3 separate regions of the Arachis hypogaea genome follow, and regions 1 and 3 are each linked to region 2. A link is a contact called in public Hi-C data. All regions are on one chromosome and are shown on one strand. Each heading gives the region's core, a stretch centred on a gene start, on an enhancer-like site or on the middle of the called end of the contact. The rest is flanking DNA. Distances are from core to core; before and after follow the strand shown. Region 1 overlaps LOC112770944. Region 2 overlaps LOC112772978 (amine oxidase [copper-containing] gamma 2). Region 3 holds the start of LOC140181432 (secreted RxLR effector protein 161-like).

Evidence for each region. Hi-C and Micro-C count contacts between places; a contact is called where the count stands out from the background.
Region 1: a Hi-C map of leaf shows a contact between it and region 2, with 1.8 times the contacts expected there. The contact joins two enhancer-like sites. A contact is called at or near these places in 4 of 8 Hi-C or Micro-C datasets (leaf and an unstated tissue).
Region 3: a contact with region 2 is called in a Hi-C map of an unstated tissue, with 4 times the contacts expected there. The contact joins the promoter of LOC140181432 here to the enhancer-like site in region 2.

What each region holds. Positions count from the first base shown.
Region 1 is chr18:115,959,114-115,963,601 of arahy.Tifrunner.gnm2.J5K5, forward strand. It overlaps LOC112770944, which reads right to left. Exons shown (of 7, transcript XR_011875816.1): 5 at 4,336-4,488; 6 at 3,213-3,328; 7 at 1,910-3,099. Among protein-coding and RNA genes, the nearest start is that of LOC112773009, 4.9 kb to the left of the region's middle. Within about 2 kb of position 2,743, at least 1 of the 3 cell types and tissues checked has open chromatin away from gene starts, as enhancers often do.
Region 2 is chr18:115,856,573-115,861,317 of arahy.Tifrunner.gnm2.J5K5, forward strand. LOC112772978 (amine oxidase [copper-containing] gamma 2) reads left to right here. Exons shown (of 6, transcript XM_025818012.2): 2 at 1-586; 3 at 1,411-1,728; 4 at 1,977-2,090; 5 at 3,878-4,425. Among protein-coding and RNA genes, the nearest start is that of LOC112772978, 6.8 kb to the left of the region's middle. Within about 2 kb of position 1,494, at least 2 of the 3 cell types and tissues checked have open chromatin away from gene starts, as enhancers often do.
Region 3 is chr18:115,765,990-115,770,451 of arahy.Tifrunner.gnm2.J5K5, forward strand. LOC140181432 (secreted RxLR effector protein 161-like) reads left to right here and starts at 2,947. Exons shown (of 1, transcript XM_072224997.1): 1 at 2,947-3,393. The coding sequence starts at 2,947. The coding sequence ends at 3,393.

The DNA.
Region 1 (4,488 bases), core at 1,493-3,992, 100 kb after region 2:
GAGGGAGGTTTGGGGTTTACCTGGGTCCTTCTTTTTTGTTAACAGATTAAAAAAAACCATCAAAATATTTTGGTCCAACAACAAAAAACGGGCCACAAGGCTTGGGCCCCTAATCAGCAAAAACTGATTACTAGTTTTAACACCTAATTACCCCATCTAACCAAAGACCTTCCCTCACGTGCTCCCATCAGCTTTTCCTGCAACTCCTGTTAAGGCCTGATCACCTTGTCCCCTCCATATACCACATGTCATCGCCACAGCCTGCCACCCATTATCTACACATATAGATACTATCTTGGTGTCTATACCGAAGACTTTGCCTTTATGTTATACATAAAATAACCTATATATTATACTTTTATAGATTTTCAAATTTTAAACATGAAATTATAAGTTATAAAGTCAATTGATATTCAATTATAGTATAACTGTCGTTGGAAGGGACTTCTCGTACTTCAGGCACTCCAGAGGTTAGTTTGTAAAAGAGTGAGAACATGTGAAACAACAAAGAGAATTAGGAAAGAAGGAGCTTCCGCTGGATTTACTCTGTAAGCTGGAGCCACACCACGAGTGCTTGACTGGACGAAGTCTGCTAGAAGTATTTGAATTTATTTTAATACTTTATAATTTTATTTTCTTTAGCTTATATATATGATTGTAAAATATTATTCAAGCATAAAAAATGTTTTTAGTAGAGGAGTGTACGGGTTAGGTTGGTTCGGGTTTATGGTGAAACTAAAACCGAACTAATTGAATTATAATTGGTTCGGTTTGGTTTGAATTTACGTTTTTTTGTATATGGACCCGAACCAAACCAAACCGATTAAGAACGGATTGGTTCGGTTCGGATAATTGGGTACTCAATAAAACAGAAATTTATAAAATAAAAAATTATCTTAAAAATTTTCAAGTACAATAAACATGTCAAATCAATAGAAATAATCCAAATATGTTAAACACCAAATATATTAAAATATAAACATATTAAATACAATGGGAGTGACTGCACTTCTCAAAATCATTAAAAGGCATATATATATATATATATATATATATATATATTAAATTTTTTATTTTTTTATTTAATTAATATATAATCGAGTCCACGGGTTGGTTCGGGTTCCGCACCTCCAAAATCGTTACCCGAACCATTTACTAGAAAGAGTCACTGGTTTGGTTCGGGTAGGACCCGATTACCCGTTGGTTCCAAAACCAATTTAATTGGTTCGATTTGAGTTCGGATAGATAATTGAATACCCGCTACCCATGCTCACCCCTAATTTTTAGTGAAGTATAATTTTTATAAGTCAAACTTTTTTTAACTTATATATTACTTTTGTATTTATTTGTTAATCTTTTTGTTCAAATCTAACTTATTTATCAAAATCAAATAGGATAAAAATTTATTCTCTTCTTTATATTTTATCAAAAAATTCTCCTTAAGTAAATATTTAATATATATAGTAAACTGTCAAAATTAATTTTTATTATATTATTATTATTATCATTATTATTGATTATACTATAAAATTTATTATTATATAATATATAAAATCCAAAATTCCATTATGATTTTAATTATCTAAAAAACTGTGTACAAAAATTTTATACCATTAGCTTGTATTAAGCGGGATATAAATCTAGTTACTGTAATTTATTGGGTATAACGATAAAACTAAGTTTTTATAGAAATATATAAACGCTGTTACTTTGCTTAAAATGACACGTGTAAGTCTAAGTAATTGTTACACTTCAAATAATTTTCATCAAAGTAATTTTTTTATAAGTCCCAGCATCTCTTCTGGAACATACAGCATCTCTTCTAGAACATAACCCTTGCACAATATTATAGAATTTACCAAAGCATAAATAAACAATAGTTGTTGACAAATTAAATCAGATAAGAATAAGAACAAAAAGGATAATACACTTCACATTTCCCAGCCATATAAGAAGTTTGAACAATTTGATGTTCATTTGAATTATTTGATCTTAGATTCGTTTCATCAATTGAATAGAACCAAACAGCTTGATTCAACCGAGAATCCAATTGAAATAAAGCAAAACGAACATGAATTGAGATGTGAATACAGCAATAAGGAAATTAGGACGAGAATGAATGCAATCATTGCCAGACGAAAATGGCGACTGTGAAAGAGATAGCGGGCAATGATTGAAAGAGACGAGAATGACAAAATTTTGGTGAATCAGTAATCTGAGAGAGACATGAACCACGATAATGAAGGGGTTAATCGCTAAAAAAACAATGACAGTGTGGGAGTGTGCGATGTAGGCATCTAAAAATGGTTTTAGGGTCGCTTGGTTGGGACATGGCTGGAGAACGTACACCTGACATTTTTCTTACACTATGCCCATTTTTCCCTCAATTATTTTTCTTTTTATAATTCAGGTCACCCATTCCCACCTACCATGCGTTTCACCACAATCCAAAAATCTAAGCCTGTAAGCCTTGAAAATGTTTTTTCCCCCCTGGTTGGTTTGAGATTAGTTTTCAAACTAACATTTATAGGTTTCTGGGTCTATAAATGGCATGAATTAGAAATAAAATACATAAATTAATTGTGACAGAAGTGTGCCTTCGGATAAGACTGGCATTGGTTTTGATTGTGCTCTTCGTGATGCCACCGGCAGGTGGGTGAAGGAAGCTGCCGGCTGCAACCCAGCTGGGTCTGTTCAGAGGACCGAATTCTTTGCAATTTGGAGGGGTCTTTCTCTTGCAAGGGAGTGTGGCTGCCGTCAGCTAGTGTGTGAGACTGACTGCTTGGATGCGTTTCTCGTGGTGACGTCCCACCTTCATGAAGCGTCTTTGGCAGAGGATGCTGATCTGCTCGTGCAAATTAGAGATTTGCTTCAGCTGAGTTGGGAAGTTCAGTTCAGCATTATCCCAAGAGAATCGAATTCTGTGGCAGACGCTTTAGCCAAGATGGGTGCTTACAACCTTGCTGGGGCTGAGGAGTGGCTGGATCTGCCGTTGGAGCTATGTGAGATCTTGAACAGGGAAGCCTCCACCATGGCGTGCTGACCCTGTTCCGTGTTTCTTGTTTTTTGCTCTTTTTCCTTTCCTTTTTAGCTGTAACTCTACCCAAAAAAATTTATAAAATTAGAATTTAAGGATAAGCTGGGTGATTGTAATGGTTTAAAAAAATCAGCCAAGTGTCAAACTGAAAATTAAGAGGGAAATCCTGATACACCTCAGAAGGTAAATAAGCACTGACATGAAAAGAATATGTAGCAGAAGCAGACCCGAAAATTTCAATAAGAATGCTTCAAGGGGCATGCAGTACAATTTCAATTACATGTTTAAGACCTACATGAAAATCAAAATTTGAATGACCATCATTAAATACTGCATGCGAATGCCATAATAACAGAGTATTATCTACAGAAGTAATCAAATGAATCAACAATTTTATAGTCAATTTTATTATTCAATTTCTGATATAATTGCTACCTAAAAATAGGATGTTATATAATCTTGAACATGAAAATTAGTAAATAGCTTTCAAAGTGACAGGTAAATCAGTTTCTCCCTTTAAAAAAAAGGGCATATGGAGAATAAAACATCACCAACTGAAGTGCAACAATAAAGTTCGATCAGCATGAAAAATATGGGTTAATAGTCAAATTAATCCCTGAAAGATAAGACATTCTTCAAATTCGTCCCTAAAAGATTTTTTCAATCAAATTGGTCCTTCAAAGATTACGAATTAATCATATCCGTCCTTCAGTTACTCCACTCACAATTTTCGTCAACAATTGATGATGTGAAATGTTAACTGATAGCATACATGACACATAACATGTTCAATTAGACGTTGACTAAATATGTTTAAGAAAATCTATCAATTTAATCGCTAGGTCATATTAGGAATAGGATTCTTGTAATTAGGGAAAATGACTAAATTAATAAATTTTCATAAACATTTGGTCTATATCCAATTAGACATATCAGGTATTATATATGTTATCAATTAACGTTTTATAACATCAATCTTGGAAGAAAATTGTTAATGGAGTGACGGGAAGACAAATATGATTAATTCGCAATCTTTGAATGACCAATTTGATTGAAAAAAATTTTCAGGGATGAATTTGAAGAATGTCTTATCTTTCAAGGACTAATTTGACTATTAACCCTGAAAAATATCTATATTGGGAGTGTTAGACACAATTCATTCAATGGGAACAAGGTCAACAAAAGTAAAACCTTCATTCAAAAATCAATATTCTACTCAATCCTAAAATTGTCACCCAACCTTGCAAAAGGAATAGGACCAAACATCAAAATTACATAAATAAACTAGTAAAACATACCGAAGCTATGTTTGTCAGTAACCATCAAGTTTTCCAACTTTTTGGCGGCCTCAGTCATGCCGTGAGCATTGTAAGCCTGCATTAAGCAAGCAAAAGTGATGCTATCAGGTTCACAATTTCTTTCCTTCATTGCCCGGAAAAATTCACCCATCT
Region 2 (4,745 bases), core at 244-2,743:
GGTGAAAGGAAAATCTCATGTTCTAACCGTAGATCTCAACACTGATGAAGTATCCTTTCACGAAAAAAGCTCTGTAGTTTCAGGGTACCCAACAATGGCCATGGAGGAGATGGTGGGGGTACTCGATGTTCCGTTGAAGAGCATCGAGTTCAACCGCACCATCTCCCAACGTGGTGTAAACATGGGGGATCTTGCATGTCTCCCTATCTCTTCGGGTTGGTATGACTTGCCCGTAGAGGAGAACAGAAGGCTGATTAAAGTGCAGTGTTATTCGAAGAAGGACACTGTGAACTTCTACATGAAACCGATTGAGGGGCTTACTGTGCTGGTTGACATGGATAAGAAAGAAGTTGTGAGCATTTCGGACAACGGCAGAGACATCCCTATTGCTAACGGAATCAACACTGATTACCGTTATTCCGTTCAGAAGCTTAACGGTGACTTCCGTCTCTTCAATCCGATCTCACTGGAGCAGCCCAAAGGACCAAGCTTCACAGTGGAAGACGGCCACTTAGTTAAATGGGCAAACTGGGAATTTCATCTTAAGGCAGATGCCAGATCTGGAATCATAATCTCGCAGGTCAAGGTGAGCATGGACTAGTCTTTACTCTCTATAGATATATATGGTGCCTGCCTGGTTACTATGGCAATCATATAAGTTTATATAAAATTAAAGTTATACTCTTTTATATTTTGCTAACAAAAAATATTAGATATTCACTAAAATTAATTATTATATATTTGTATATGAATATATATTATTTAATTTATTTTTATTATATATTTTATATTTTAATAATTAATTTTAATATATATTTAATATAATTGTTTATTGATATTATTTAATTTTATTTTAAATTAAAAAATATTATTTTAATTTTAACAATAATTTTTTAAGTGTTACTAAAGTTCCATAGATTCTATAACCATAGTATACCTTAGCTATTTAAGTTTAACAACACTTTTTATTGTTGTTTGTGGTTAACGTCTTTTTTTTTAGTATTTAATAATATTTTTTAATTTAAAGATAAAAATAAAAAATATTATTAAAATAGCAAAAATTTAACTTTAATTTAATAATATTTTTTAAGTGTTAAAATTATGAAAAATGATATTTGTTCTTTAAATTTTTAGTCTTTAATTAACTTTTTGATTTAAATAATATTATTTAATTAATTTAATTATTTATTTTTATAAAAAATTATTTATTTTAAATTTTTTTTTTAAATTAAATGATAAATAATTTTTAAAGATACTTAGTTGTAATGTTATTTAGCCATTATAATCACGGTAAATATAGGCACCAAAGACTCACGGTGTATAGTAGACATGAATGAATATAGCTGAGTATTTCATTTCTGTGTGCATTGGTGAAGATATTTTAGTTATATGTTTGTTGATGAATGAAAGGTGAGGGATCCAGAAACATCAGAGTTAAGGAGCGTGATGTACAAAGGGTTCACATCAGAGTTATTCGTGCCATACATGGACCCCACAGAGGCGTGGTACTTCAAGACATACATGGACGCAGGAGAGTACGGGTTTGGGCTGCAGGCAATGCCTCTGGACCCACTCAACGACTGCCCAAGAAATGCATACTACATGGATGGCGTCTTTGCTGCCGCTGATGGAACTCCCTACCTTCAACCCAACATGATCTGCGTCTTTGAGTCCTACGCTGGCGATATTGCCTGGCGCCATTCTGAGTGCCCCATTACTGACTTAAAGGTACTCGGCTATTAATATAGAATATACTTCCAAATTCAAAATAAATATTAAATATGAATTAAATTATTTATATATTTATATTTAAATATATGATAATTAATTTGATAATTGATTTTTACTTATGTTTGTAATATTTTTATAAAGCAATATTTCCTGATCAATGTTGTTTTGTTTGCATTACTAATTTGATGTTTACACATTTTTACGCTGTTAATTTTTCCCTGAAAAAATACAAATAAAAATGTTAGGTTACAGAGGTGAGGCCGAAAGTGAACCTGGTGGTTCGAATGGCAGCAGCCGTGGCAAACTATGACTATATTATTGACTGGGAATTTCAAACGGACGGACTAATAAGAGCAAAGGTTAGTGATCGAAATTCAATTTCAGTTTACTATTCTAATCTGTTTTAGAGGACAAGCAAGTTGATAAGCCACTCGGATTCCCCAAGAATCCGTAGACAGATAATTGAATTAGAAATGGACAAGTAGTGGTATATGGTCCCCTCCTCCACTTGCACTTAATCCATATTTTAATTGAGACTTTTCTTAACAAATTAAATGTTTGTTATAAGCATTGTTCCGACAACTGAATTGGTTGAAAATTAAATAATTGGACAAAAATTAATAAATAAGTCGAATCTATTCAATTTTTAATAGTTAATCAATTTAAAATAATAAAAAATATTTTTAAATATATATTTTATACATAAAATATTATTTTATTAAATCTGATTCAATTCAAATGAATTTTAATTGAATTATTAAATCTTTGAATATCTAATTCTTTTATTTAATTAATTACTTGTTTTTAGTTTTCCTTATTTGGTCACACTTGTACTAAAGTAAAAAGAAAACTTATAATGCATAAAAAATATTTTATTTTTTTAATTATTTTTAGTGTTCTGTTAAAATGCTATTCAATATTTTAAAATTTTACTAAATTTTATTCTGAAAATTTAAATGTTATTTTTTCAAATATCCTTCTTATCTTAAAAAAAATACTTTACCGTTTTTATTTAAATTTTAACAAATATTTTTGTGAAACTCGTAAAACTCTTCTATATCGTTGTAAAAAATCTGCTTTGTGATTGTGACTTTGTTACTCTTTGTCCCGTGTGTTAAGTGGTTGAGTTGGTAACTTGATATTAAAAACTAGTTTATTCATAATTTTGATTGAAAACATTGTTCATATACTAAACACTCACGATACTTGTATAAAAATATAATTTTTATTAATTAATTGTGTATTTAAATTATTTTTTATTGGACAGCACAAAAAAATATTTTTTATTTAACAAAATAAAAAATACATATTTAATTAAGAAAATACTAATAATATCAATTATCAAATAAGTATTATTATAAAAGGTATAGACATAGTGAAATTAGAGTCCTGCTAGGAGGCAATGGTTTATTTGTACAATATATACAATCGGTTATATGAGTTACAAAATGAACATCACCCATAATATTCAGAATAACCATTTGGTTACTAGGGATAATAAAGATCGAACTCTTGACCTTTCGAATCTAGAATTCTAATACCTACCACTCATCCGGTTATGCTAATAGAAAAAGGTAACACTAATGATTATATTTCTAATACTCCCTAAATCTCCATTGTGCGTATTGTACAAATATTTCATTGACTTCTCATAATTTCTGTTGAAATTATGATTGATTTATATTTTACACAGGACAAATTAAAAAAGAATATATTAGAGTGATAACAATAACGATAGTAACAATAATTGAAGTATATTTTTTTAGGTGAATATAAAAAAATTATGCCAATGGAAGTATTTTATTCAAAAACTAATTTATTGAAATGAATTTTAATTTATAAATATAATTATGATAAAGGCCATTGACGGTATGACGGATGACTTACATCATTACATGCGTCTAAGTAACTATCATTTTCGTCATTAGTTTTAATTTATGTCAATATCTAACTGAGAAAGATGCAAACCAAAATGATAAGGATGTTTCAAGTATTTTTTCCAAACTAATTTATTTTATTGGAAGATCTAACTATGATCAAGATTCATGACAAGAGCACTGACTAACTCACCTACATGTATGTTGAGTCTAACTGTCATTTTCATCAATAATTTTTGTTATTTACATGGGGTTATTTAATTTCACAGGTTGGACTAAGTGGTATTTTGATGGTGAAAGGAACAACCTACGATCATATGAACCAAGTTCCGAGCCAAGAATACCTCTATGGCACCCTTTTGAGCGAAAACATAATTGGCGTAATCCATGACCATTATATCACTTACTACCTTGATTTGGACGTAGATGGAAGCGACAATTCCTTCATGAAAGTAAATATCAAGAAGCAAAAGACATTGCCAGGAGAATCACCTAGAAAAAGCTACCTAAAGGCAGTGAAAAATGTTGCAAAGACAGAGAAGGATGCACAAATAAAGCTTAAGCTGTATGACCCATCAGAATTTCACATGATAAACCCATCAAAGAAGACAAGGGTTGGAAACCCTGTTGGGTACAAATTGGTTCCAAGTGGCACAGCGGCTAGTCTTTTGGACCCTGAAGACCCACCACAGAAGAGGGCTGCATTTACAAATAACCAAATATGGATCACTCCTTACAACAAGAGTGAGCAATGGGCCGGTGGCTTATTTGTTTACCAGAGCCAAGGTGATGATACTCTTCAAGTGTGGTCCAACAGGTCAGTCATTCAATACCTTTTGTTCCGTAAAACGTGTGTTTTTTTTCTCTTTAATATTTGTCATTAAAAAAAAAATATACTTTTTATGTTTAATTTTATTTAATTTTATTTCTAATATTTTTAATTTGTGTAAAAATTATCCCTGAACATTAACTTTTCTAAAACATAAGGACAAAATAAAAAATATCTAAAAATAATTTTAACACAAATAAAAAATATCCAAGAATAATTTTGACCTAAACTGAAAATATTAGGGGACAAAATTCAATAAAATTAAATATTAAGAATGTTTAAAAAAAATAACTTACATTAGATACAAA
Region 3 (4,462 bases), core at 1,697-4,196, 89 kb before region 2:
CACAGTTAGAAGTCAAATAGTGCCCCCTAACAGACCAATGTTTGTCTTCCTTTCTCTAATAAATTTAACTTACAAGATACTTTGTCAAATGTGCTAAGCCCAACATCAATTGCAAAGACAGAAAAATCCTGGAATTGATCACAAAAAAAGAGAGAGGGAAAAAAAGAAACAGAGATAAGACAATTATATATAGCATAACTTGCACATGTTGACAAGAAAATACATTCAGAAGTGACCGAGATGACATGGGATACCAACAAAAAAAGATTGTTTCAGAATGAACATCTCTCTTGAGTAACATGACAATAATATTAGTTGTGACTCACGAATTGATCTGTATAAATCAGGCGGGACTATTGGTTTCTAAAAATGAAACATCATCGAGAATAATAACCAAGTAAAAATTCATAGCCATTTGTTAAAAAATAATCCTTCAAGCATTGATTGAATCCCTTTCCTACTAAATCAATACAAATTATAAATCTCACTAAAAAGCATGCATGAGAATAGCAGCACTAATTAGTTAACAACATGAATGAAACATTCAAAATTACTTTAACCATCATGATTCTAATGGCCATACTAGACACAATCCATCGGAAAGAAACTAATAGAGATTAATTTACACAGCCACATAGTACATAATGAATAATTCAAAATGTTAAAATTAGATCAAAATAAGTATCTAGAAACAATAGATAAAAAAAGATAAAAAAAAATGGATTACCTAAAAGGTTTTCTGCAATGGCTCCTCAACTAAGCATAATTACAAAAAGAGAAAAGAAGCAATTTTTTAACATGAGCATAAAAAAAAGGGGGAAAAAGGTGAGACCCAGATGGAAAAAAAGAGCAAGGATTAAGAGAGAGATGAAAAAGGTGAGACCTTGATCCATGAGAGATTTGAAGTTGTTGAAAGCATCCTGAGAAACATCCCCTGAAGGGTATTTACAAATTTGATTAATTAATATTATTGATATTATTATTAATATTATTAATATTAATAAACGGTTACTAACCGTTTAGTACCATTTGGTTGAAAGAACACAACCATTTAAGGATTGTGTGTGTTCAAAACATTGTGTCTATTGGCTAAAGGGACACAACTCTTTAAGAGTTATATATGTTCAAAACATTGTATCTATTGGCAATAGAAAAGACACAACCATTTGTATACGTAACTAATCATAATTGCTACGTGCAATATGTATAAATAAGTCCTTGTCCACTATTTCAAAAAGTACTAAGTGTACAATTTACTCAAACATTAAGAGATTTTCTTTGTTCAAGAGAGTTGAGAATTTCTTACTATTGCTAATTAAGAAATTCTTAGGTTTCATTGTATCCTGGGAGAGTATTGTCATCAACCCTATAGCAACTAAGTGTGGGGACAAATATCTCTCTAAAGAAAGCGATCTAATCGTGCCTTGAAACCACTACATAAATATAAGATTTTGTCATCTTCTCATACTCATATACCCAACAATTTTAGAGAGATATTATTTGAAGATGGCACAAGATCAAAACACTACGTTCAAGGTCATGAATCAAGAGTTTGTCAAATTAGATCGCTTTAAAGGAACAAACTTCAATAGTTGGAAGGACAAAATAATGTTTCTTCTTTTATTTCTCAATCTTGCACATGTGATTAACTCAAAGACTACACCAATTGTCAATGCTGCTGGAAATTCCACACTAGAAGAGGAAGAAAAGATTTTTCAATTGAAGAAGAAACGTGATAAAGATACTATTGCATATCGAGGTCATATGTTAATTCAATCACCATTGGAGATTTAGAAATCTTTGGAAGAAAAGTACAATACTAAACGACAAGGAACAGATAAGTTTATTATGATAAATATTTTGAATTTATTATGAATAATATTATGGATCAAATTCATGAATTACAAATCCTTGTAAGTAGACTTCGTGATCTGCGAGTGGTGATCCCTGAATCACTACAAGGTGAAGAATAAATTTTTAATAAATTTGATAACTTTTGTGAATTACATAGTATTGTGCATCAATCTTCCGCTCTATATACTCTGCAACAAAATGGTTTGGCGGAAAGAAAAAATAGTACCTTAGTGGATATGGTTAATTCAATGTTACTAAATACAAAATTGCCTTACAATTTGTGGGGTGAAGCATTATTGACATTAATAGGATACCATCAAGACATAGAAAGGTTTCTCCTTATGAAATTTAGAAAGGAATGAAACCTAATTTAAATTATCTTAAAGTGTGGGGGTGTTTAGCCTTTTATCGAGTTCCTTATCAAAAGAGAACCAAATTGGGGCCAAGAGGCATAAAAGGAACTTTTATAGGATATGCTCAAAATTCTAAAGCATATAAATATTAGACTTAGTGTCTAATGTAGTTGTTGAATCAAAAAAGGTAGAATTTATTGAAAATAAATTTATCAATTATTCAACTTCTAATTTAGAATATCCCCAAAATGATACTAATATTTCACAAGAAATATATATGGAGCAACCGGAAAGCTATGTGCTACCCGAAAATGAAAAGAAAGTTTTCAAATTAATTAAGTCTTTGTATGGGCTAAAACAAGCGCCTAAACAATGGCATGAGAAGTTTGATTCAGTGGTGTTATCAAATGGCTTCTCATATAATAGTGCGGATAAATGTATTTACTCAAAATTTACTAAAAGATTATGGAGTAATCATTGTTTATATGTTGATGATATGTTAATCATCGAAACAAATTTAGAAGGAATTCATATAACGAAGGAGTATCTAACTTCTAAATTCAAGATGAAGGATTTGAATAAAGTTGATACAATATTAGGCATAAAGGTGCATAAGAATGAAGTTGACTTTACTTTAAGTCAATCTCATTATATCAAAAAGGTATTGGAAAAGTTTGATCATCTCACAATTAAAGAATCCAATACGCCGTATGATCCTAATCTTAAATTAGAAGGAAACATGGGAAGACCTATAGCACAATTAGAATATGCTAGCGCTATAGGAAGCTTAATGTATGCAATGCATTGTTCTAGACCTGATATAGCATTTGCTGTGTACAAATTATCAAGGTTTACAGGAAAGCCTAGCAATCAACATTGGAAAGCTATAACAAGAGTTCTTGGTTATCTCAAGAAAACCATAAACTTGGGATTACATTATAGTGATTATCCCGCAGTTTTAGAAGGTTATTCCGACGCAAGTTGGATTACAAATCTTAGTGATAACAAATCCACTTCAGGATGGATTTTCACCATAGGTGGTGGAGCAATAAGTTGGGCTTCAAAGAAACAAACATGTATTACACATTCTACTATAGAGGCTGAGTTTGTAGCTTTATCAGTCGCAGGTAAAGAAGCGGAATGGTTAAGAAATCTGTTATATGATATAAAGCTGTGGCCACATTAGACGACAGCCATTTCAATCTTCTGTGATAGTGAATCAACCATGTCTCGAGCATATAACAAGGTTTATAATAGAAAGTCTAGACATATAAGTTTGAGACATGAGTTTGTGAGGCAACTAATAGATGATGGTGTAATTACCATTACTTATATAAGATCTCAAGGAAATTTAGCAGACCCTTTGACTAAAGGTTTGTCAAGGGATAAAATCAAAGAAACTACTGCTAAAATGGGATTAAAACCTATTATTGCTAAATGATGGGAACCCGACCTTATTCTAGTAGACCACTAGTTTCAAGGTTTAATGGGTAATAACAAGTTATTTAGCAATTGGAGTACTAAGGTATAGGATTTAGTGCTATTTACAATAAATTAGGAGGGTGAGTTTAAACTCTTAATGGAATGATAATATTATCTATCAAAAGATTCCACCTATATGAATATAAGAGTGGTGCCGCTCTAATCGAGAATTTTAGAGGTTTTATTCTCGTAAATATTCATGAAACCAGGATGAGCACAAGGCCATATAAGTGCTTAAAATTGTAAACTCTTGTACTTGGAGGGTATAAGTAATGTGTGTGATTTTTGGTACTAGCATATGGAGTATAGGTTTAATCGATTAGACACCTATTACTTCGTTAGAACTTTAAAATTTACACTAAAAGAATGTTTAATCTTAGTGACACATTCTTTATGCATATACTTGTATGACATTTAAATTTTGTAAATAGTGGGGGATTGAAGGGTATTTACAAATTTGATTAATTAATATTATTAATATTATTGATATTATTATTAATATTATTAATATTAATAAACGGTTACTAACCGTTTAGTACCATTTGGTTGAAAGAACACAACCTTTTAAGGATTGTGTGTGTTCAAAATATTGTGTCTATTGGCTAAAGGGACACAACTCTTTAAGAGTTGTATATGTTCAAAACATTGTATCTATTGGCAATAGAAAAGACACAACCATTTGTATACGTAACTAATCATAATTGCTACGTGCAATATGTATAAATAAGTCCTTGTCCACTATTTCAAAAAGTACTAAGTGTACAATTTACTCA